Linked DNA regions of Danio rerio: region 2 is linked to region 1. A link is a contact called in public HiChIP or PLAC-seq data. All regions are on one chromosome and are shown on one strand. The core of a region is the stretch at or near the end of the contact, and the rest is flanking DNA. Distances in the headings are between cores, read along the strand shown.

Evidence for each region. HiChIP or PLAC-seq counts read pairs in DNA pulled down with a chosen protein or histone mark.
Region 2: a contact with region 1 is called in an H3K4me3 HiChIP or PLAC-seq map of embryo, with 3 times the contacts expected there. The contact joins the promoter of atg4c here to the promoter of itgb3bp in region 1. A contact is called at or near these places in 4 of 18 Hi-C or Micro-C datasets (all in embryo) and 1 of 4 datasets of contacts at active chromatin or transcription factors (embryo).

Annotation. Positions count from the first base shown.
Region 1 is chr6:34,558,827-34,565,193 of GRCz12tu, forward strand. It overlaps itgb3bp (integrin subunit beta 3 binding protein), which reads left to right and starts at 4,567. Exons shown (of 9, transcript NM_001328132.1): 1 at 4,567-4,637; 2 at 5,205-5,241; 3 at 6,211-6,277. The coding sequence starts at 4,633. efcab7 (EF-hand calcium binding domain 7) reads right to left here and starts at 4,316. Exons shown (of 13, transcript NM_001002120.1): 1 at 4,075-4,316; 2 at 1,724-1,935; 3 at 1,545-1,631; 4 at 686-878. The coding sequence starts at 4,183.
Region 2 is chr6:34,830,360-34,836,439 of GRCz12tu, forward strand. It overlaps atg4c (autophagy related 4C, cysteine peptidase), which reads right to left and starts at 1,926. Exons shown (of 11, transcript NM_001002103.1): 1 at 1,858-1,926; 2 at 1,422-1,547; 3 at 1,201-1,284; 4 at 812-1,042. The coding sequence starts at 1,497.

The DNA.
Region 1 (6,367 bases), core at 3,317-5,816:
AATAGATGTGCAAAATGGGTAAATATGTTTCCAATTCATAATAAATTTCCCTAGTAACAGAAATGTCCACTGGTTACAATCAATGCAAAGTGAACAACTGTTCTCAGACAGAGAGAGAGAGTTTTGAGCTTATTGCCATATCAGCTTCTCTGTCATTGGAAAAATGGATAAAAATTACAACCATTTTCTACAATAAAAAAATGTTTATAACAATAAAAAAGACATCAACAGCAATAAATAATAAAAATCTAAAAAGTTTTTTTTATAGATTTACTTTTAATAAAAATGTAATTACTTTTAAAGGACTCGCATTTTAAAATATTTTCCTTTAAAGTCTCTCCAGATAAAAATCATCAATGAGTTCTCAGATCAGTGGAAGTTACCAGATCGATGGACACGAGGGGTATTTTTAACTGAGGGCATAGTCATCATTTTAGAAGGATAGCAAAATGTCAATTGTAAACCAGTTTAATCTAGTTTATTTTTGTTCTGTTCTATCCCATTCTATTGTATATTTTCAGAAATTAATTAAAACGTTGCTCAAACATGTTAATGTAAAGAAATGACATGATAAAAAGACCTTATTTCAATACAACAATAACATGCAATAAACATTTAGTGCAATTTAGGGAAACAATCATGAAAAAGAGGTGCGTTGACATTAAAAAATAAAACCACATTGTACCTTTCTTCTGCGTGGGCTCCAGCTCTGTTCTGTGCTGCGATTCTGAAGATGGAGGCTCAGGTTGGGACTCTAAGCTCTGTGGAGTGTTCAGCTGGCTGCCAAAGTTCTGCCTCTTCAGTTTGACATCAGCCTCGAGCTTCTCCAGTGCTGCTGCTTGACATTTCTCTACTGTGGACCCGAGCAGCCTGCAAAACTGAACAGCAGCCTGTCTTATTCTTCTCGACTATTGGCCAATTCCAGCGTTATGGATGTGACATTTGAAGTTCAATCTCAAAACATTAATGTATACAGAAAGTATATGTTAACATTATATTGAAACATCTGTTTATATTTTCCCAAACCAAACTAACCACAGAGTTTTGGGATCAGAAAAATATCAATCTGTAATTTTTGTTTTATATTTTAAAGAATTTGAAGAATAAAAGCATACGTTATGAATTCTGCGTGTTTACAGCATACAACATACTTCGTTGAAATTCTGTGAATTAAACAGCACAACACCAAAGAAATAATTGCTAAAAGGATAAGAGTTGGTTCACAATAGAACAAAATTGATTTTATTTGAATTTACATTTTTATTTTTATGAGGAAAAAATATTCGTTTTAAATGTGACACATCTCTGATATGGATGTGACATGTGAAATTGGTACTTTTGTGATTTTGGTAAATCAAACATAATTGTTTGAAAACATGAATAGAGATATTTATGAGTCTTTTTACAGTACTGTAAAATACAAGCCTACACAAAAAAAAGGGTTTCACTATTTAGGTTGACATTTGCATGCAATTGCTCTATTTCAGACCATGGTATTTACATTACACACCAACCCTACTCATAAAAAAAATTGTAAACCATACCTCTGCGTAGTCTAATTTTCCATCTTTGTTGACATCTGCTAAAGTAAAGATTTCATCCACTTCTTTATGTGACATTTTTTCGCCAGACTAAAACAAACAAATCAAAATAAAAGACTGAAATGATTAAAGCATAATACATGCATGTTTTTGAAAAGAGAATTGAATATATTATCACTTACTGAAGTAAGGATTCTGCTAAGCTCATCGTGTGAAATATATCCATCACCATTTGTGTCAAATTTCTTGAAAATTGTCATGAGCTGGTCTGGTTCTGCTGTTTTTTCCTTTTTCAGTATCTCACAAAAATCATCAAAATTCAGCTTCTTGGTTCCAGGTGGCCAGTATTTGTCTAAAGCTTTCTGTGACGGGTTTCTACCTGCTTGCTGAAGAACTGAGGGATGATAAAGAAAACCTATACATATTATTTACCGAATGACTATAACAGTTATTATAAAGGGACAGTTCACCCAAAACTCTTAAATTCTGTCATAATGTATTCATCCTTTACTTGTTCCAAACATGTTTGACTTTTTTTTTCTTCTGTTGAAGTCAAAAGAAGATATTTTAAAGGGAAACCTCTAGTCATTGACCTCCATAGTATTTGTTTTTCCTATTATACATGCAGTTTTTCCGCTTTCTTCAAAATATCTTCTGTTCATCTTCCGTATCATGTTGTGGTTAACAGAATAATGAAACTCATAAAGCTTTGGAAACACTACAGGTGGGTAAATAGAGAGTAAGTATTCATTTTTCTTATTCAGTCCTATGTTGCATAGGTATATTTTTGACAATGTGCAAAAAAGCATTGCATGTGTCAAAATTATAATATGCCTGAAAGCATTAAATATTAATTAATAGTCATGCTCTATAAGTATTTCCTATTGTACCTACATACATACATACATACATATACCACACACACACACACACACACACACACACACACACACACACACACACACACACACACACACACACACACACACACACACACACACACACACACACACACACACACACACACACACACACACACACACACTCACACACTCACACACTGTCACACACTGTCACACACTGTCACACACTCTCACACACTGTCACACACTGTCACACACACACACACACTGTCACACTCACTCACTCACACACACACACACACACACACACACACACACATCCAAAAAGTATTCATATCGCTTCACTTTTTCCACATTTTTTTATTTAACAGCCTTATTGCAAAATGGATTAAATTCATTTATTTCCTCAAAATTCTTGTTTCTTTTGGTCTGAGAGTCAATCAGATGCCTTTTGGTAAATTTCAGGCAGGGAATGCCTTCTGTCTTGCAACTCTACCATACAGGCCTGATTGGTGGATTGCTGCACAGATGGTTGTTCTTCTGTAAGGTTGTCCTCTCTCCACAGTAGAATGCTGAAGCTCAGACAGACAGAGTAACCATCGGGTTATTGATCACCCCCCTAACTAAGGGCCTTCTTCCCCGACCACCCAGCTTAGATGGCCGGCCAGCTCTAATAAGAGTCCTGGTGGTTCCAAACATCTTTCACTTACGGATGATGGAGGCCACTGTGCTTATGGAAACTTTCACAGCAGCGGAAATGTTTCTGTAACATTCCCTAGCCATGTGCCTCGACACAACCCTGTCTTGAAGGCAATTCCACAGACAATTGCTTTGTCTTCATGCTTGGTTTGTGCTTTGACATGCATTGTCAACCCTGGGACCTTATATAGACAGGTGTATGCCTTTTCAAATCATTCTCATCAACTGAATTTACCACAGCTGAACTCCTATTAAGCTGCTGAAATTTCTCAAGAATGATCTGTGGAAACAGAATGACTTGAGCTCAATTTATTGCTTCACAGCAAAGGCTGTGAATACCCATGTACATGTTACTTTTCAGGTTTTTTATTTTTAATAAATTTGCAACTATTTCAAAAAATCTTTTTTCACATTGTCATAATGGAGTATTGTGTGTAGAATTTTGAGTTATTAAATTAGTTGAATCCGTTTTGAAATAAGGCTGTAACATTAAAAAAATGTGAAAAAAGTGCAGCGCTAGGAATACTTTCTGGATGCACTGTATATGTATATTTTAAGCAATGTGCATTGCTAAGCACATTATTTGGATAATTTTTCTGGATAATGGTTATTTTGGATAATAATCTGCTCAGTATTTAGTTTTTTTTAGCCCTCAGATTGGAGAATTTCAAATTGTTTTATCTCACTACATATTGTCCTATTGTAACAAAGTAAACATCAACAATTCATCTTTCATCAATTCAGCTTTCAGGTGATGTATAAATCTTTCAAAACACATATGACAAGTTTGGTGGTCCAGGGTCACATATAAGAATACATTACATTCATAATTAAAAGCAAATTATCTTATAAATTCTGAACTTTGAATTATGATTAACTAAGTAATGTTAATTAATCGTATATGTCATAGTAAGCTTTTATATTAACAATCAAAGTACAGGTATAAAGATGCTGAGATGCTTTATGCTCACCCGTGCACAGCTGATCTTTTGAAGTCATATTAACCAGGCTGGATCTGAACACAGACAGATAAGCAGCCCTGCATGTCATATAAAACCTCTCCTCCTCCGAGCGCGGCATTATGAAAATATAGTCAATATGCTATCGAAACGTCATGCTGTAATGATAACAGTGAGCTAGAGAGCCGAAGCTGTAACCTTTTTGTATTATCGGTGATGTTCACTATTGAGTCTGATTGCCATGGCTGTTGTGTAAACAAACTCTACCCAGCTGTGCGCAGTTCAATAGAGAGGTCGGGAAACAACTGCTCTCGATGGTTCTCATACAATATTTATAAATTCGGTATTTTGCTCCAGTAGTTGTGCAATAGGTGTGGCAGATAAACCCATTTTTAACCAAACAGTATTTGAAACCACGCGGTGTAAGTTTATTAATGTTATATAAAAATACTTTTGTAGTATGTAGAAAAGCACAGATGGGTGTTTCCGGGGAACTAAATTGCTGCCGCACCGCGCCAAACTACAAATAGACGACGGTTATTTTTTGACGCCACAAGAGATAAAGATACAATGCCGTAAGTTTATCAATTAAGTTGTATCATGCTATATTAGAATTATTACCAACATTTCAACAATGCGATTTGTACACAATGACATGCCTGTATTTCGAAAAAAAGTGCTGTGATTTTACAGTAAGAACTGTAATACAACAATATTTAGCTTTCATTGATGCTTGCTAACGTTAATATAATAGGTATTTACATATCCAGGTAACGTTAGTGTTTTAAGGCTACTTGATATAACTAACAAAGTTGGTCCAAACTATTTACGATCTGTGGTCCTCTCAGTTAAATGTTGTTAATATAACTTTATATGTTTCCCAGAGATGGGTTGCAGCTGGAAGGGCATCCGCTGCGTTAAACAAATGCTGGATAAGTTGGTGGTTCATTCCTCTGTGGCGACACCAGATTAATAAAGGGACTAAGCCAAAAAAAGGAAACTGAATGAATGAATGAATGAATGAATAACTCCATATGTGCTGAAAAGTTTTCTGATGTCTGTCTTCCTATATTTGCACATATATTGTTCATGAAAATCAAGTAAATATTTTGAGAGCCCTAATAAACTGCAATTTTCCACAGAGCGAAGAGAGCTCTTGATTTAGAAGACAAAGAAAATGTGAGTTTATAAACATTTTTCATTTAAGATAAGAAATGGCGTTTTCATCTTCTATTTATGCTTACTTAATGGTCTATTTCAAGGTGACAACAGTATCTTGGCATTAAACAGTGATGTTAATGCTCCACTTGTTAACATTAGTTGACATGAAAAGTACTTCTAAAGCATTTATTAAGTTTCAGCTAATTTCTACATGGTAGAATCAACTTTTGATTTTGTTAATGTATTCTAGTTATTGTTTAATGGAAGTGAGCTAACATAACCTAAAAATATAAAGTTAGAAACTAGTTTTAACAAAGAATATTAAAAATAGTAACATTGTTTGCTAGTAAATATTAGTTAATACGGGGTAATACGAGGTAATACCGGGTCAAAAATAAATATATATATATATATATATATATATATATATATATATATATATATATATATATATATATATTTTTTTTTTTTATATATATATATATATATATATATATATATATATATATATATATATAGACACACACAGACACAATGAAAATACATTTTAAATCATTTGTAATATTTATTAGTAAAAATACTACAAATAATGACTGAATAGGATTCAGATAAATGATTCCAAATCTGATAATAAATATATTAATAAGCAGATAACAAGAATGAAATATATACCAATGTGATTAAAACTAATAATGTGAATAAATAAATTTAAAAAGTAAAGTAAATAACAATAAATTAAGTGTAGAAAGTAAATCTTTGCTAATAATATTATGCACTAATTTATAATATAATAAAATATATTTTTAATTAATTATATTTTTAAAATATTCCTTTTACATTGTAGGATTTTGGTCTCTATTAACTAATGTTAACTAGTGGACATTATCATAAACCATGTCTACTTGTTTACTTGTTATTCAATAACATAAAGGAATGTATATTTCAATGATTTAAAGGATGTAAATGCTTTATATTCATTTATTTTAGAGCCCAGCTAAGAGACATGTGGCAAACAGGAACTATTCTCCTATGGCAGGAATGACGAAACCTAAAGGTATGAGAAACCATAGCCCTACTGTGCCCTCAAAGAGCTATAAAACTCACATTTTAACCACCAGAAGATTTCTCTTTTTATTTTTGTAGT
Region 2 (6,080 bases), core at 676-3,175, 270 kb after region 1:
GTCGATAAACTGCGAGCGGTTACAAAGGAATGATGCAAACCACTTAAGAGCGTGATACCAAAGACTGTTTTCATTTGTGAAAGCAATATGGAGTGATCCACAGTGTCAAAGGCTGCGCTAAGAACAAGGAGGATCATAAGTGATAGGCAGCCAGTGTCTACAGCAAGAAGCAATGATTTGTGAAAATAAATCATTCATAAATCATTTGTATATATACACAAACACTATAATACAATATATACACTAAAAATACTAGTTTTAAGCATTAAAATGCTGCATAAAAACAAGTGATAAAAGGTTTTATGGAGTAAATCAGATCTTTCTGTGGAACACTAAAATACTAATATAATACTAAAATACTAATATAATAATAATACTAATATAAATCTTTCTACTGAGCCAATAATTTGTCAGCAAGTTTTTAATAATTTAAAATAATTAAAAATGTACTTTGTATTCTTAGTTATTGTTTTACATTCTCTTAATACAAACACAAGCAAGAATAAGTATATAGTTTATTTTTACATTAATATATATTTTATGTTTATTGAAGATAGAACATTATTTTACTCATATTACTTTTTTTTCCATTTTATTACAAAAAAAAAAAAAATTACTTGCATGCAGTATGCTTTCTACGGTTGTGTGTATAAATAAAATGTCAATGTAATTTAAGAATATCACCAAAATGTAATATCTCTCCTTTAACTAATTTATTATTAGATATTTTTTATTATATTCTCCCCATAAGCTTCATTGAAAAAGTGGGCATCCCTCCATCCCAACTTATTCACTGTTGGCCTGATCTCACCTCTACCCAAGATGTGAAGCAAGAGTGCCTGTGCCAATATCATCTGCCCCGCTCGGAGTGTACAACCCCAGCCACAGTCTGAAGTGAAGCTGGAGCCCGGAAGAGCAGGAAACTCTTCTCGATAGGTCAGCCAAACTCGAGAGGTGAAATCCTTTCGAAATTCATCAACATTGCCTGTGACAACATCGTCATCTAATGCCTCAGCTGTGCTCTCAGTAGGGTTTTCATCATCTGAGGAAACAGATAGATTATTTTAGGATAAACCAGATACCAGCTATTTAATTAAAAAGGAAACAGACAGAAATATACTAAATTAAAAATGACCATAAGCTCAAAAACCTATGACTAGTTATGAAATTGGTGTAAATATTAACTGTAAAACAACTTACCCACAACCTTGAAGTGGTAGCATTTTCCCAACAAGAATACAGGAGAATTACGGCTAAAAGCAGTTTTTGACTTTAGAGCCCAGCCTTGAAAAAATTCAAGATTAACGTTAGTCACGTGCACATTGCGTGTCATGATTTTGTGACTTTAAAAGACGATGAAAGATGAAAGGACTACTAGCATTATAACATCTTAGTAACACGTGAGATATGTTATTACATACTGTATTTCACACTGTGCCATGCTGACATGAATTTGGACTTCAGTGTCTCCACCTCGTCGGTCCCTTTAGTCTCCATTTTTTCAGCCACGGAGCAAAACCCATCACAGCACGTAACAGACTAAGTTTCTACAAGAAGTTTTCAATACGAGCCAAACATGTTATATCGCATACAGAAAGATCTTATTTACTCACATATGAAAAAATATATGAAAATTAGAAAGTTAAATAGAAAAACAACAGCATTAAAGCACTGGGAAACTAACGTTAACTTTAAAAATAGTTCATAAGACTGGTGGCTAGCATGCTAGTTAGTAAGCTTGTAAGTAAGCTTAAACATTTAAAAAAACGTTACAAGTAACCGCAGCGTAAATGCAAACTTTAATTTTTAAAAGTCTATCTAAAATATTATTAAATGTACAACAACTTTATGCTATACCTGCTTACATGTCTTGTTATACTGAAGAACCCACTGCAGCTATTTCTGTTTACATTTTGAGGAAGTGGCGATCTCGTTCGGTCTCGCGGTATTTCCCATTCTCCCTTCAGACCTATGCTTCAGACGCGTACTTTTGAATGTAGATATTTCAAAGGCCTGGTTAAAAAACCTTTGGTCGACACATGTTGGTGCTTATTACGGGTTTGTAACAATACTAAAAGAAGCTTGTGGTATGTGGTCATGTGGCTTCTGGGCCGGTGTGAGTAAAAAATAAGGAGTATCAGAATTATTTGATTATAAAATAGCCTTATCATATTTAATGACCCTCTGCTGTATTTCTGTTACTGGTCATTTTTAAGTAAAAAAAAAAAATCAGTTGCTACAGTGAGAAGCTGAGGAGACTAAACATCACCAAAAAGAATGTGGACAACGCAGTGGTTTTAGGGAATTAAAAGAGAGTACAAGAATTTGGTGACCAAAAAAAAGAAAAAAAAAAGAAAAAAACAATCTTATTACATTTGATGGCTCTGCTGTTATGCACATATATAAGTTAATATTATAGTTTATATATATATATATATATATATATATATATATATATATATATATATATATAATATTAATTGTATATAACCGTGTGTGTGTGTGTGTGTGTGTGTATATATATATATATATATATATATATATATATATATATATATATATATATATATATATATATATATATATATATATATATATATAGGCTATATATATATATATATAGGCTATATATATATATATATATATATATATATATTAAAAACTAAGGCCCTTCAAATTATATGTTGGTTCCCAATTGATTTCGTTATATAATATATATTTTGGCAGAATTAAAAAGTTTGAGCACATATTCCAGTATGAAGTCACAGCACTGACCGCAAGCACGTCCGAGCGTCTGCGTTTCTTTACAAGTGAAGTGGCGCATTCCTGTGAAGTGGGCGATGCCGAGAAGCTCAGCAAAAACAATGTCTGCCGATCCATTCGTAGGGTTGTTATTGCGCTTCAGAGATAGATAAACAGTTTCATTGCATTCCCTGGTGGTCATCTATCCACTCAGGCTATAAAAGAGGGCTTCTCATAAATAGCTGGTATGGTATGATGGATTAATACACTGGGGTAATATAATTTCAGAAAAGTTTTTTTTTTTTTCAAATTTCAATATTAGCAGCCAATGATTATCAACGTACAACATTGTTCACAGTCAATGAAATGCGAATGTTGTTTGTCTGAAATCGCATCTAAATGTGACTTTAAAACAACTTTAGCACAATTTCCATGTTAAATAACCATTTTTAAATTCTGCTTTACTTAAATAGCAAAGTACGAATCAGATGTGTGAATTGAAAAGCAACTTTACCTCAATGATTAATGCACTAATACACCATCCGCTATTTTCTATGAGTTGTTGAAGTGATGTTGCATTTTCACTGTATTGTTGGTTTAAAATTTTTTTTTCTAATCTCATTTTTTTATATATCTAAAAATTAAGATTGGATCAAGTAAGAATATTGTTTTGTTTTCACCTTTAGAAGAAATAAGTTAAAATGAACAAAATGATCTGCTAGTGGGGTACATCATAAAAAATTATATTTTTGCTTTAAAATATAGATATTTGGACTAGAAACAAGACAAAAATTATTAGATTTTTTTTTCATAAATTGCATAAATAAGTAAATACAATACATTTTTTACTCCTCATTTTTAGACATCGCTGATGGACATCACAATGCTGAGCCGGCATCGCAATACTCCGCTCCGCCCCCATCACAGCAGCAACCCGCTCGTGAAAAATTCACACTTAGGCCCTGTTTACATCAATACGTCTTAGTTTTAAAATAGCATTTTAGAACAAAAAACGATCCACGTCCACACTGGCGTTTCATCTAGCATTTCTGAAAAGCCCTACTTCCACTATGGGACGATAACCGTTTTCAAGGTGTTCCGCGGTTTGGAAAAGTCAACATTTTAAAACCGTCAACATTTTCTGTAATACCATTCCTAAGGTATGTGTAGGATTTTTTATTTATTTCATATTTTATTTATTTTTATTTTATTTTTCAGAATTTTTCAGTTTTTAGGACAACAGTATCTCCAAAAGATATCCGCTGCTATTTTCACAGAGCTTTTTCTGTTTCTGTATGTGAACTTCCAAAGGACACGACACAAAGGCAGAAGTGCTTACAGTTCAATATTACTTATGTTCCGGAGAATTATAAAATACATAGCAAGCATGATTTGACAAAACACAGCTTCCAGAATCTCTCCCAGTTCAGTGCTGGATTCGGTTAAAATCTCCTCAACGATGGAGCAGCTCCAACAAGCAGAGGCTGTGAACTCTAAGCCACAACCTGTGTTTTTATTTGTTAAAATTGATTATGACATGCACAGTGTCTAGTATTAATGGTATGCTGTAGTAAAAATGTAAACAATGGGAAATGCTGTTTGGCACCGCTAACGATTAAGCTACAAATTCATATGTATCAGTCAAACTGCTGTAAACACACACACACTCACACACTCTTCACCAGTGCCTGCGTGTCTCTCTATCGGCAGCTTTTCATGCGTTCTACATCTCAGATAATGAACTCACAAAAGATATGGGAACGATTCATGTTACTTACACGTGCATATTCCGAATATATGTGAAAGACATCGTGTTACGCGTTGAGTTAAAAAAATATAGGAGAGCTCGCCTAACTCATGTAGCAGCAGAAAAATCAATCAAGGCTCACACAGGTCGCATCCCATGTCTTGTGCTTTATTCTTCTGTCAACAGTGTCACTTTTATATTACAGAAAATAACTTAATCCGAGCATCAGAGAAAAAGAAAAATCGGTCCTGTGCACATGTGCTTCTTACATACACACATCTCTCTTAAAGGAGCCGCACCCTATTTTCACTGGTTACAGACACTTGTCAGATTTTATTTTAGACTATATGAGTGTTTTTTATGTGTATTTTCCAAAGTTATGTGCATCATGACGTTTCCATCAATTGTTTTTATGCGCATCTCCAAAATGAGCATTAAAATAGGTGGGTGGAAACGTAAGGCTAAGGCGAGAAATACCGCTTCATCTTTTAAAAAGGGGAGGGGAATAAATTAACTACGTTTTTTCATAAGCTGTTTTAGATTCTGCAGTCCAGAATCAGGAGGTTTGTGTTGGTCGGGCATCTCAGCTGAGACCTGTCCACTATGGGTGACCCTACCGATAGCTGTGAAGTACCAGTGGCATAGCTCTCAGCATCACTGATGCACACAAGCCCTCACAGCACGGCAAGCTGCAGACCATGTGAGGGACCCTAACCTACCCTTACCCACCAGCCAACACTAACAACCACTAATGTGCCAAAAACCACTCAGAGGAGACCAACAACGCGCAGGACACTGCCTAAAAAAACTTGCTAAACACCTGCCAACATCCGGCAAATCATCCAAAAGAACCCAGGAGCTGAATATCACCAGCACTGACAATCAGTAAAACATTCAATGTGATGAAAACTTGAATGAAATGTCAAACTTGATGTATTGTAAACTTGTTCTAGAACTATATACAATATATACAATTATACAATATATACAATAAGTACATACGTGCCCTTGATCCTTCATCTGGCACTATAGATGACTCAGTGCCTGGGCTTCTTCCTTCTGGGCTCCTTGGGCTGCAGCTCTTTGCTGATGTTCACCATGATTTGAGGAGGGATGCTGGAACCGGACCTGCTCTCCTTGATGACCACACGTCCATCAGGCTGCACGGTCTCCAGCAGTACAGGCTGGTCCAGCTTCTCCCACAGCCGCTGCTTGATCTCCAGGGGGGGGGGGGGGATGCCGAGGGACGCCGCCCTCCCTATTCTGCCGCCCTAGACGCGGACATAATTGAGGGCGCGAGTGGTGATGGTAGTGTCGCAGACGGCGCCCTAGACACGGATATAACTGAGGGCGCGGGTGGTGAGGGTAGTGTCGCGGATGCAGCCCTAGACGCGGATATAACCGAGGGCGCGGGTGGTGAGGGTAGTGTCGCAAACGCCGCCCTAGACGCGGATATAACTGAGGGCGGGAGAGGTGAGGGTTGTGTCGGGGACGCCGCCCTCTGTATTCTGCCGCCCTAGGCGGCCGCCTAGGTTGCCTCTCTGGACGCGCCGGCCCTGTATGTTTGTACAGTGCAGTTTTTGTTAAATGG